3 separate regions of the Sus scrofa genome follow, and all the other regions are linked to region 3. The links are chromatin contacts, called in public Hi-C and HiChIP or PLAC-seq maps. All regions are on one chromosome and are shown on one strand. The core of a region is the stretch at or near the end of the contact, and the rest is flanking DNA. Distances in the headings are between cores, read along the strand shown.

Region 1 (3,678 bases), core at 488-2,987, 430 kb before region 3:
CATCTGATTAAAAAAAATTTTTTTTTCTGGAAGTTCTCATGTGGCGCAGTAGGTTAAGGATCTAGCGTTGCTATAGCAGTGGCATGGATTTGATCCCTGGCCAAGGAACTTCCATATGACACAGGTGTGGCCAAAAAACTTTTTTCTTTCTTTTGGAAAGGAACTTATTGATTATAAAAGTAATACAAACAGTGTAGAAAAGGAAGTTCCCTTGTGGCACAGCAGGTTAAGGATCCGGTGTTGCTATAGCCATGGAGCAGGCTGCAAGTTTGGTTAGAGTTTTATCCCTGGCCCAGAACTTTCACATGCTGAGGGTGCAGCAAAAAAAAAAAAAAAAAAAAAAGTAGAAAATTTGGGAAATTTATGAAAAAGTATGAAGAAGAAACCACTCCAAAGTCTTATCACTTAGAGTAAACCACTATGAACATAGTACTTATTTCCTTCTAAGTACTTAGAAACCCCTATGAACGTAAGTACTTATTTCCTTCCTTATTTCCTTCTATCTATCTATCTACCTACCTACCTATCTTTGCTTAGTGACATGATCTTTAGACACAAACTCTGGCCTTTTTCCATGCACGCTGGTTTAGTGTTAGACTACCTTCCAATCCTACTTCATCTCCCCACATATCCTGAAAAATCTAGTAGGTGAGAAGCCCAAAGTCCATCCTCAGCTGACTTGAACTGCAGTTGGCTCAAAAACTCAAGAGAGGGTAAAAATGCTCCAGCAGAGCACTTAAAAAAAAAAGTCTTGGAGGGATTTCTGGTAGTTCTCGGCTGAGTGGTAATGAACCCGTCTAGGATGCACGAGGCGGGTTTGATCTCTGGCCTCGCTCAGTGGGTTAAGGATCCAGTGTTGCCATGAGCTGTGTATGTAGGTCAAAGACATGGCTCTGATCCCGTGTTGCTGAGGCTGTGGTATAAGCCGGTAGTGCAGGTGCCAGAACTTTATTGCATGAATGCAAGGAGGAAGGAGGACGCTAGATCCTGCTTTGCTCTGATGGAACCGCAGACAGTCTTGGACAACAAACTCTAAAGGAGCCACAGTCAAACTGACTAGGTGCATGAGAAGAATGAGGACAAAGACCCTCAAAACCAGGGCATAGGAGGAACAATGGAAGGAACAGGAGATACTGGTCTTGAATAAGAAAAGACCTTAGGCAGAAGTGTTTAAGTACCTTAAAAGTAGAAGATGTTAGAGAAATTAGACCTGTTCTCTGAGGTTCCAAGGGTAGGACTTGGCCAGAGAGTGAAAGTTCAGAACTGGGTATGATGAGGTCAGGTAGCTCGCCCAAAGGTGACACAGTTTGTAAGTTGTGGAACTGGGATTCGAACCCTGGTGAACTCTAAAGCAGGTACTTTTAGTTATCTTTGGAATTCAAGCGTTGTTTGGGAGTCTGGACCGGATAGTTTTTGAAGTCTCTGGACTGGAAGTTTCTATGGCTGTGAAGACAGATGCTCCCACCCTCGAAGAAAAAGCGTCGGAGTAAGCAAGGTAGTCAGGGCCCGGCAGAAAGACTAGGCATGGAGACCTAAAGGATAAGGAAGGGTTGTTAACGTGCGTCAACCCACAGCTCGGCAGCAGGCAGTGTTGTCTGAAGATTCCCAGACTCGCGAGTCGCGGGCCTGTTTAGTGGCTTCTATATCGCTGCGCAGCCAGGGAGCGTCGCGGCAACGGTGTTCTGCGGCTGCGCGGGGGAACGGAACAGCGCGCCGGTCCCTGGCCGGGCGCGAGCAGGGGGCGGGGACCGGGCCGGGGCGGCGGGGGCGGGGAGGGCGCGCGCCCAGGCGGCTGCGGCAGTTGCGCGCTGGGATTGCTGCCGTGCGGCGGGGCCGGTGAGTGCGGTGGGACCCGCGGGCGGGCGGGGAAAGAGCGGGCGGGCGAGGGAGGGTGCGCGGCAGAGCGCGCGACCTGGGTCAGGGGTCCCCGCCTGCCGCCGCCCGGGCCCCACCCGTTCGCTGCGCCCCTCAAGCCCCTCTTGGTCCGAGCGCCCGCCTGCGAGCCCGCGGACCTCGCACCGGCGCCTCCTCACACACCCAGCCCCAAGTCACCCCCGCCTCTGAGCAGCCCTTTCCTCCGCGCCGCAGCGACGCCCCCAGCCCCACGTCACGGTCGCGCCATTGTTTCCCGGCCTTGGGCTCGCGGGGACCCGCCTTTCCTTGGAGCGCGGCCCTTCGTCTCTGCAGCCAGCCCTGCCGCGTTCCGGCCCGTTTCCCCGCTTTTCCCTCACACTGGTGGCAGCCCCCATCCCGCCGCAGGCGGACACCCCTTTACTCAGATCTGCTTATTTTTTCGGGCCGACGGCGGGCTTCCTCTCCCGAAGCCTGCTTGTCTGCTCTCTTAACCGGCCTCCCCACCCCTTGCGCGATCCCGGTCGACCGCGAGGAACTAGCCGGCTTCCGAGTTAGTACGCAGGGTTGAGAACGTTGTAGCAAGAACCACAAGAAATTGCCAACTGATTGCCCACATGCCAGTTTTGTCGTTTGCAGCACTTCCTGGAAAGCGCACATCGAATTGCAAGCCTCCACAAAAACCGTGCTTGTTATTTTCCAGTTGCTCCCAAGTCAGGGGCCAGCTGTCCGGTGGCAGTCAATGCGTTGCCATTTCCTGGGGACCCCCGAAGCTCTCGAGAGAGCGGGCCGAGAGTGAGATGCAAATCTGAGGCCTAACCACTAGTTGTAAGCGTGACGTTTGGGAGTTTTGACTCCGGTAGGCCTCAGCTGTTCAAGGCTGTAGGTAGAGCTGGGTGTCAGATGTAGTGGTTTCCCTTGCTCTCGGCTTTGGGCCGTTGTTTTGAGGATGCATTCTAAGTGCAGTGCTCTGCAATGACTAGTCACCAACCATTTATAAGGTTGTGTGTGCGCGAGTGTGCATGTCCAGGTGCAGACTGGTTCCTCTTGATTGAACTTGTTTCATAATGTCTCTACAACTCTTTTGCCTCTTAAGGCAGCGGATGCAAACTCTGCTACCTGTAATGTGAAACAGTGCCATTCACCGTGAAAACTTAATATTATTGAGGTCTTTTTCTATATTTACCTGGACACTTTTCAGTAGTGATTAGAATTTACCAAGATGAAAACATCCGGGCCTGAAGAGGTTAAGTTCAAGAAGACACAGCTAGTAATTAAAAGCAGAACTCCACATGCTGGGCTGATGCTAGCACACAGACCTTATTTTTGAAATGCATTTCTGTGGCAATATCAGCAGCTACATTTCGGTAGTATGGGTTGCTGCATTATTCTTATCAACCCAGTATTTAGATTTTAGAGTTTAGTGACCAACTAATCTGTAAAACGAGAGGGCGGAAGGAGATGCTCAGCAAGGGTCCATTCAGTTCCAAGATTTGATTCCATTGTATGAAAATTTGCCATCAGCTAAAGGTTTCCAAAAGTTTATGATTGTAGGAATATGTATATAGATATTTACTTCAGGTATCGGCAAAGCCTTACTAGTGAAATCAGGTGTATCTTCCTAAAGAAAGGCAAATTACAGTGGAATGTTAGGAGGAATGTTCATTCACCTGTCTCTAGGCTATTGCTACTGTTTAGTGGGGAAAGAAAGCACACAAAATGTGTTTTTTTGAAAAAAGGATATGTTTTTATTGCTTGCCTCTCTTATCAAAAAGCTTAAATTCGGAGTTTCCGTCGTGGCGCAGTGGTTAACGAATCCGACTAGGA
Region 2 (4,019 bases), core at 346-2,845, 450 kb before region 3:
TCGACTTGGATCCCGCGTTGCTGTGGCTCTGGTGTAGGCCGGCTGCTACAGCTCCGATTAGACACCTAGCCTGGGAACCTCCATATGCCGAGGGTGCATCCCTAGAAAAGCCAAAAAAAAAAAAGAAATATGGATACCAGCCCTCTGCCCATTTTTGAATCAGCTAGTTTTTTTTTGATGTTATTCTTCCATTCCATGATTTGCCCTTTTTCTCTGTTAAGAGTATATTTTGGTGCACAAACATTTTTAATTTTGATGTAATCCACTTTATATTTTCTTTGTTGCCTGTGCTTTTGATATCGTATTCGCCAATAATTTTTTTTTTTTTGTCTTTTGTCTTTTTAGGGCCGCACCCACAGCACATGGAGGTTCCCAGGCTAGGGGTCCAATCAGAGCTATTGCTGCTGGCCTATGCCACAGACACAGCAATGCCAGATCCCAGCTGTGTCTGTGACCCACACCACAGCCCACGGCAAAACCGGATCCTCAACCCACTGAGTGAGGCCAGGGATCGAACCTGAAACCTCATGGTTCCCAGTTGGATTTGTTTTCCACTGCGCCACGACAGGAACTCCTCACCAACAATTTTTAAATACATAAATGTATATCCTTCCACTGTCTGTTTATCATCCTGCCATGGTTTCCCTCTTTCAGACTCCTTCATGATCTAGTCTTTGTACTTCTTCCGTCTTACCTCTTGGTGAGAGCTTCACCCAAATTGTACTTATCAAGTCATTATGAATTACTGCATAGCTCTGAGCAGTCACCATTCTTTACACTGGCTAGCCCACTTCCTCTCCCTCCTCTCTTTTCACTAAACTACCTTTCATTCACATTTTAAGGCTTCTTCAGGAGTTCCATGGTAGCTCAGTGGGTAAAAGATCCAGCATTGTCACTGCAGCAACTCAGGTCATTTTTGCGGCTTGAGTTTGATCCCTGGCCCTGGGAACCTCCACATACTAAGGGAATTGGCCAAAATAATAATAATTATAGTAGTAGTAGTAGTAATAATACCTCTGTAAGTACCTCCTCCTCCAGGAAGACTTCTTTGACTTTTCCAGCGTTACAAGTCTTCCTTGTCCTTCCGTTGTTTACTTTTACTATAACACATATCAGACTGCTTTAAGTGTTGACTCATTTATGTATGTCCTATTCCTCCAGGTAGGCTGTAAATTCCTTAAGGGCAAGGGCCCTATCCCTATCTTGTCATCCGCATGCTGCTCAAACTGAGTCGAACAATTAAACTGGGATCTCTGCCACTGTGCAGTTGTTTTGACCTTCAGAAGACTAGTTAAACTCCGTGGGCCTCAGTTTTCTCATAACCTTAACTGTGGTGACTTATTGAGATTATATTTGTAAAGTGCTTGGTGCTTGCTCTGGCCCAGAGTAAATGGTCAACAGAAATGAGCTGTTATTCTCAGCAACATGTTGACCGGATAGCTCAAACGCTTAATCAGGTGTATGACTTCAGACAAAATTCTTCAGTTCCCAAGGCCTCAGTTTTTCCTTCTGTAAAGCGAGATGTTCCTGGAGCCTTGGTAGCAGCTGTTCCCAAATGAGGCTACTCATTGCAATCATCTGGGGAGCTTTAAAAATACTGTTGTCTAGGTCCCTCCCCCAAAGGCTCTGATTTAATTGGCGTGCAGTACAGCCAGGCAAGGGTATTTTTCCCTGGTGATTCTAATGTTCAGCCAGAATTGTGAACCACTGATCTAAAGTTTCTTCCAGATATAACATGTGGAGATAACAAGTTGAGCTGCCAGGATTCTTTGGAGGCAGGAGAAGGGACTGCCTCCCAGCATTCCTCTGCTATCACCCTTTGTTAGTGGAGCAGGAAGCGTTATTGAACAGGCTCACTAAGCTGGAATTCCAAGAGTATTTGTAGATTCCTGAGTGTTTAATACTTAGAGAGCTTACTCCATCCCAGAGAGACCTGGGGGACCAGGACTCCGAGAAAGAAGAAACTGGCTTCTCCTTGCCCCACTGCTCTAAGCCAAGGCCTAGGAGTCTACCCTGGAGCCTTGTACTGTGGGGTCCTGGTTGGGCTGGAGGAGAAGGTGGAGGGAAGGATCCCTGGTAGAAACCTAGTTATAACTTGGGGCCTTGACCAGGTTATAAATACACATTCTTCTGGTGCTTTTAAACCAGGATCAGAGCCATTACTTATATGATTCCCAAAACAACTTTGAGAAATACAGAGCAGACATTACTGCCTCCGTTTCATAGAAGAGAAAAACAAGTTTCCGAATTGTTGAAGGCCTCACACTGTGGGTTAGCAGCAGGGCCAGCATGATGGGTCCTGGGGTCTGACTCCGCTTCCTGGCCTCTCACCGTGTCTGGGAAGAAAACACACCCAGCGTGAGATAATAGAAAACATAATAGCGGTCTCTTTCCCTGGTTTCTGGCACAGAAGATCCCAAAATGCTTGTAATTTCCTGGGTAATGGGGCTCTTTGTTCTATTGAGGTGACTCTGGGTGGCTCCTGGATGAGCACCGGAAAGACCAAGCCATGATTAGAAGCTTGGAATTTTTCTTTTTTCTTTTTCTTTGTTTGTCTTTTTAGGGCTGCGCCCGCGGCATATGGAGGTTCCCAGGCTAGGGGTCTAATCGGAGCTATATAGCTACCGGCCTGTACCACAGCCACAGCAACGCCAGATTCGAGCCTGTTTTCGACCTACACCACAGCTCATGGCAATGCTGGATCCTTAACCCACTGAGCAAGGCCAGGGATCAAACCCACAACCTGATGGTTCTTAGTTGTATTCGTTTCCGCTGCACCACGACAGGAACTCCAGAAGCTTGGAATTTTCATCCCTGGCCCCCATTCTCGTAAGAAGGGAGATGGGCTGGAAATGGAGTTATATCAGTCATGCCCAGGTAATGAAACCTCCATAAAAAGTTGGTAGCTCCCAAAAGTTTGGAGCTCAGGGAGCTTCCATCTTGGTGAACATATCCTCGTACCAGGAGGAAGACCCATCCCGACTTCACTGAGACAGAAGCTTCTGGGCTCAGATCCTCTCAGACCTCACCTTTTGTATCTCTTCATCTGGCTGTTCGTCTGTGCCCTTTATCATAACCCTTAATAAACTGGTACATGTAAGACAAGGTGTCTCTGAGTTCTAAGAGCTGCCCTAGTAAATAATCAAATCCAAGGGGGGAAGAGGTTATGGGAACCTCTGATTTGTAGCCAAGTCAGGCGGAAGTTGTGGATAACCTTGTGATTGGCATCTGAACTTGGGGGAGGGGGTGCAGTCTCATGGGACCAAGTCTTTAACTTGTGGGCACTGACGCTATCTCTTGTAGGGAGTGTCAGAATTGAGTTAGATGGTAGAACACCCCACTGTTCACAGAGGATTGCTTGGTGTGGGGGAAAAACCCCACATGTCTGGGGTCAGCACTATTGTGAATGTGGTGGTGATAAGAGAGTAAAGGAAAAACGCAGGTGGAAAGTGTAAGGTTTTTTTTCTAAAACACCCAGGTGACTCAGTCTTCCTGGCTCCTTGGAACTGGAGTCGAGGTTCTAAACGGCCCCATCAAATGCTAGTGAACAACTGAAATGAGGGAGTTCCCGTCGTGGCGCAGTGGTTAACGAATCCGACTAGGAACCATGAGGTTGCGGGTTCGGTCCCTGCCCTTGCTCAGTGGGTTAAGGATCTGGCGTTGCCGTGAGCTATGGTGTAGGTCGCAGATGCGGCTCGGATCCCGCGTTGCTGTGGCTCTGGCGTAGGCCAGTGGCTACAGCTCCGATTCAACTCCTAGCCTGGGAACCTCCATATGCCTCGGGAGCGGCCCAAGAAATAGCAACAACAACAACAACAAAAGACAAAAAAAAAAAAAAAAAAAAAAACAACTGAAATGACTCTTCCTAATTCCATCACCTCTGAGTATGGCAGTGCTATCTGGGATCATTGGCATATGCCTTTGGTTTTGCAAAGTTTGGGTATTTAGAACTAGCTCTGAGGCTTGGACCTTTAGGGAAATGTTTAGTTATAATGTCTCATGTGTCCAGAAATACTCAT
Region 3 (3,710 bases), core at 1,127-3,626:
ACCACATAATAGCTGCTGGTCAATGCTAGCATCCATCCAAATGGAACAAAGTACAAAAGCCACCCTGTCCCAAAAATAAGTAGTGGGAGTGCCAGAGAAATGATAAGAAAATGGCCTGTGATCCACAAACTGCAATTAGGGCATGACACTGAAGATCCCCTCCCACCCCTTCCCTCCACCTCCCAGGCTTCCTTCCATGAGCAAGGAAGGAATCTCCCCCTTCCATCCTTCCTCCTCTCCTGCTAAAGAAATGGACCTGGTTCCCACCAGTGCCTTGGAAGCCAACCACCCCTCTCTCCTGGGGTGATGGAGACCACAGACCCAGGGCTCCCACCTCCAAAGGCTGCACGGTTCCTAAATCGACCCTCTACCATTTAATTGCTGGTCACTGGGAACAGCCTTTAGCGACAGCGACAGAAATAGGCAGGGGCAAAGGAAAAGCAACAGTTCTCTATTTTGTTCTTTCAACATCTATACTTCTTAGCTTTACCAGTCCTAAAGATTGTAACTTTTCTAGAAGATAAAGCAAATTTATTTCTCCTGTCAGTTGATGATTTTAACTGGGAAAACAACCCCAACAAAGCCTAAAACAGGAGAGTCCCAGCTGTAGAAAAAAGCAATGTATTGGGTCAGAAAATGAGCTATATTCCTTTTGTGCGTTCTTTCTAATACACGTAAATGTATTCTTTGAGAGAAGCAGAGGATACTTCTATAGATAAAGGAATAAATAAATTGTGGTGTAGCCACACAATGGAGTATTATTCAGCCACAAAAACAGATAAACCTTGAACATTATGGTAAGAGAAAGAAGCCAGACACAAAAGGTCACATACTGTAGGATTCCATTTATATGAAATATCCTGAACAGATAAATCCACAGAGACAGCAGACTGGTGGTTGCCAGGGTATGGGGGAAGGAGGAATGGGGAGGAACTGTTTAATGGTACAGGCTTTTCTTTTGGAGTGATGAAAATGTTTTGGAACTAGATAGAGGCGGTGGTTGCACAACACTGTGAGTGTACTAAATGCCACTGAAGTATTCACTTTAAAATGGTTAAGTGGTTTTAAATGGTTTATGTTATATACACTTCAGGTCATTTAAAAAATTAATTTGTTACATAGAGGATGAGCAAGACAAGATGCATATGTGAAAAGACTGCCCATAAACTCCTAGGGAAAAGATAAGTGTGTGTATTTTTGCTGGTACTCTGCGTCTACTTGATCACAACACAAAGTTCATGCTAAGCTGTAGAGACTCTGCCATTTTGCTCTGTGTGTGTGCCTTTCTGAAAAGACAGGGACGGGAACAGAAAGTGAAGAAAATAGAATGGTAAAGCCTTGCCAAATGCAAGGGAAGGAGGGGTGATTCCCCCTGCTGCACCCCACCCAACTTGGCACCAGGAGCAACGCTCCCATTAAGGTTTCGAAATGCCAGCAGCAGCTGAAATCAGCACAAGCTTCTCTGCCTGGATAAGAGGCAAGCCACCTAGCAAGAAAAGCTGGGGTGCTCCATTTGTTGCCCTTACTGGCATCAGCACCACCCTTTGCTCAAAACGCCGAGCTGGCCCAGACCGACATCGGTGACTGGCTCCCCCAGACCAGCCAGCCCGCCCAACAGTGAGAGCTTGTTACCGCTCGTGTGCCATGCTCCTGAGGAGCCCCAGTCTACTTCATCTCACCTGCCTTCCAAGATCCCTGCCTCCAACACCATTAAAAATGGGGCCTAGAGGCTCCTAGACCTTTCCCAGGTGCAGCTTGAAATAAATATCCTCTCAGCCCCTCCCTCCCTCTCAGGCCCACTCAATAACCCACGGACCCCTATCCGCACAGACGTAAACGCGGCATCGCTGCCTTGGAGACACTGTGAGACAAGAATGCGCGCCCCTCATGCCCCTGCTTGGCACCACTATCCGGCCACAGCCATCCCATCCCACCTTACCTAACTGCCGTCTCAAAGACCCCTCACTCACTTGGTACCATGCCTCTGCCACTTCCCTGACACCAAAGCCGTCACAGGTGTCCCTCAGTTAAACACCGACGCCCCCTTACATCCTGTCCACTCCAGACATGGGTGCCCCTCTTGGGACCCGTCGACTCTTGACAACATCCCTTCAGCCCCCTCCAGCCAGGCCTCGACGACCCCCAGACCTCCAGCCTGGCCCAGACGCTCCCTCCCCCTTACCTGCGGGGGTTCGGCCCTGGCTGACAGGGGGCTGGGCAGCGCCTGGAGGAGCAGGAGCGCCATGCCACCCAGGAGCCTTCTCCTCTCCATCCCCCTCCTGCTCCTGCTCCTCCGCCACGGCGCCGCCGCCTCCCTCCTCCTCCTCCCTCTCCTCCTCTTCCCTCTTCTTCCTTCTTCCCTTCTTTTCCTGTTTCACTCTCCCCACCCGCTTCCGGCTCTGCTCCACCCCGCCCAGCCGAAACACCTCCCAGACGCTGGGATGGTTCTCCAGTTCCAGCGCTTCATTGGTTTTATCCCTTTTTCCATTGGTTAAAACAGCCGTCGATCAAATACAAGTCCCGCCCCCTCATGATGTCGGAAGACCGGAGAGAGCTGGCCAATGAAAAGTAGGAGGAAGCCGGGCCATCTTGAGTGCTGCGAGGAGGCGTAAACGCGTGCTGCTCCGCAGAGAGTGGCGGAAGTAGCTGGAATCACGGGGCTGGGCAATCCAAAACATGTATAGAAGTCCATTTTGGTGCCGCCATCTTGAGTGTGGCGGAAGATTTCCCCAGTTCAGCAAAGAAAGGGAAGGGGTATAGCAATTCTAAGGGGTGTTGGAAAATAAGTTCATTTTAGAAGGTAACCGAGCGCTCTGAAAGACAACTGCAGTCTAAAGAGCTTTTGATGTCTTTTGTCTTTAAGCATAGCCCCAGTACCAGGTCCCGCTCGTGATCTCAAACAGTGGTTTCAGTCAATTTGAATTCCCTATAAGGCAGTACCTTTATTTGAGACAGTGCTTTGTCACCACAAATGAGAGAGACGAAATTCTATTGATTCTACCTTAAAAATAGGTCTGAAATCCATCCCCATTGCTTCAATCCATGTTCTCATTTTCTGGCTAAATACAAATGGTCTCTTCTGTCCCAGTTCCAATTCTTTCTTGAATCCCTTTCACCAACCAAAGCTGGGGTGCTCTACCACCTAAAACCAAGAATTCTCATCTCAGGGCTTCCCCTCTCGAAATACTTCAACCACCTGGACTGGACTTATAGTCCCAACTTTTAACATGCTTCTTTGTGTGTCCTGGTCCCAGCATACCTCTTTATCTCACCCACTGCCGCTTCACTTCCCACATCCTGCTCACACGTAACAGTTTAGAGCTCCCCAGAGTACTGAGCTATGCAGTGCCCTTAACTTCATTTACACTTTACACAGTTTCCTGTTTACAAACTCCTCATTCCCACCCCCTCCTCTCTTCTGAATTCACATAACACTTAGCACACAGTGTATCTATCTGTAGTTTCTGCCTGCTTGACCCCTCCCACTAGACGTGTAGCTTTTTGTATGGCACACCAGATCTTACACATTTTTTTTTAAAGAAACTCCTACAGCACCTTGTACAGGGCCCAGTCACGAGCTCAATCAATGTTGGGAGAATAAACGAACAAAAGAAGACCCAAAGCAGAGAAGCCAGCTGCCCTGTAGCTGCCAATTTCCTCTCAAAAAACCTGCCAAAGCATTTCAGAGCCTGGCCCATTCTAGCCCATAG

What was found. Hi-C and Micro-C count contacts between places; a contact is called where the count stands out from the background. HiChIP or PLAC-seq counts read pairs in DNA pulled down with a chosen protein or histone mark.
Region 1: an H3K27ac HiChIP or PLAC-seq map of alveolar macrophages shows a contact between it and region 3. The contact joins the promoter of NT5C2 here to the promoter of WBP1L in region 3. A contact is called at or near these places in 1 of 5 promoter capture datasets (liver) and 1 of 2 datasets of contacts at active chromatin or transcription factors (alveolar macrophages).
Region 2: a contact with region 3 is called in a Hi-C map of skeletal muscle, with 2.6 times the contacts expected there. The contact joins the enhancer-like site here to the promoter of WBP1L in region 3. A contact is called at or near these places in 6 of 47 Hi-C or Micro-C datasets (alveolar macrophages, embryonic fibroblasts, mesenteric adipose tissue and 3 more) and 2 of 2 datasets of contacts at active chromatin or transcription factors (alveolar macrophages and skeletal muscle).

What each region holds. Positions count from the first base shown.
Region 1 is chr14:114,165,519-114,169,196 of Sscrofa11.1, reverse strand. NT5C2 (cytosolic purine 5'-nucleotidase) reads left to right here and starts at 1,737. Exons shown (of 18, transcript XM_001929278.6): 1 at 1,737-1,836. The region is part of intron 10 of PCGF6 (polycomb group RING finger protein 6); the gene reads left to right.
Region 2 is chr14:114,184,472-114,188,490 of Sscrofa11.1, reverse strand. The region is part of intron 10 of PCGF6 (polycomb group RING finger protein 6); the gene reads left to right. Among named protein-coding and RNA genes, the nearest start is that of NT5C2, 19 kb to the right of the region's middle. Within about 2 kb of position 1,595, at least 16 of the 83 cell types and tissues checked have an H3K27ac peak or open chromatin away from gene starts, as enhancers often do. A contact at or near this core is called in mesenteric adipose tissue and skeletal muscle, where this site is marked.
Region 3 is chr14:113,736,424-113,740,133 of Sscrofa11.1, reverse strand. It overlaps WBP1L (WW domain binding protein 1-like), which reads right to left and starts at 2,376. Exons shown (of 4, transcript XM_001929157.7): 1 at 2,183-2,376. The coding sequence starts at 2,272.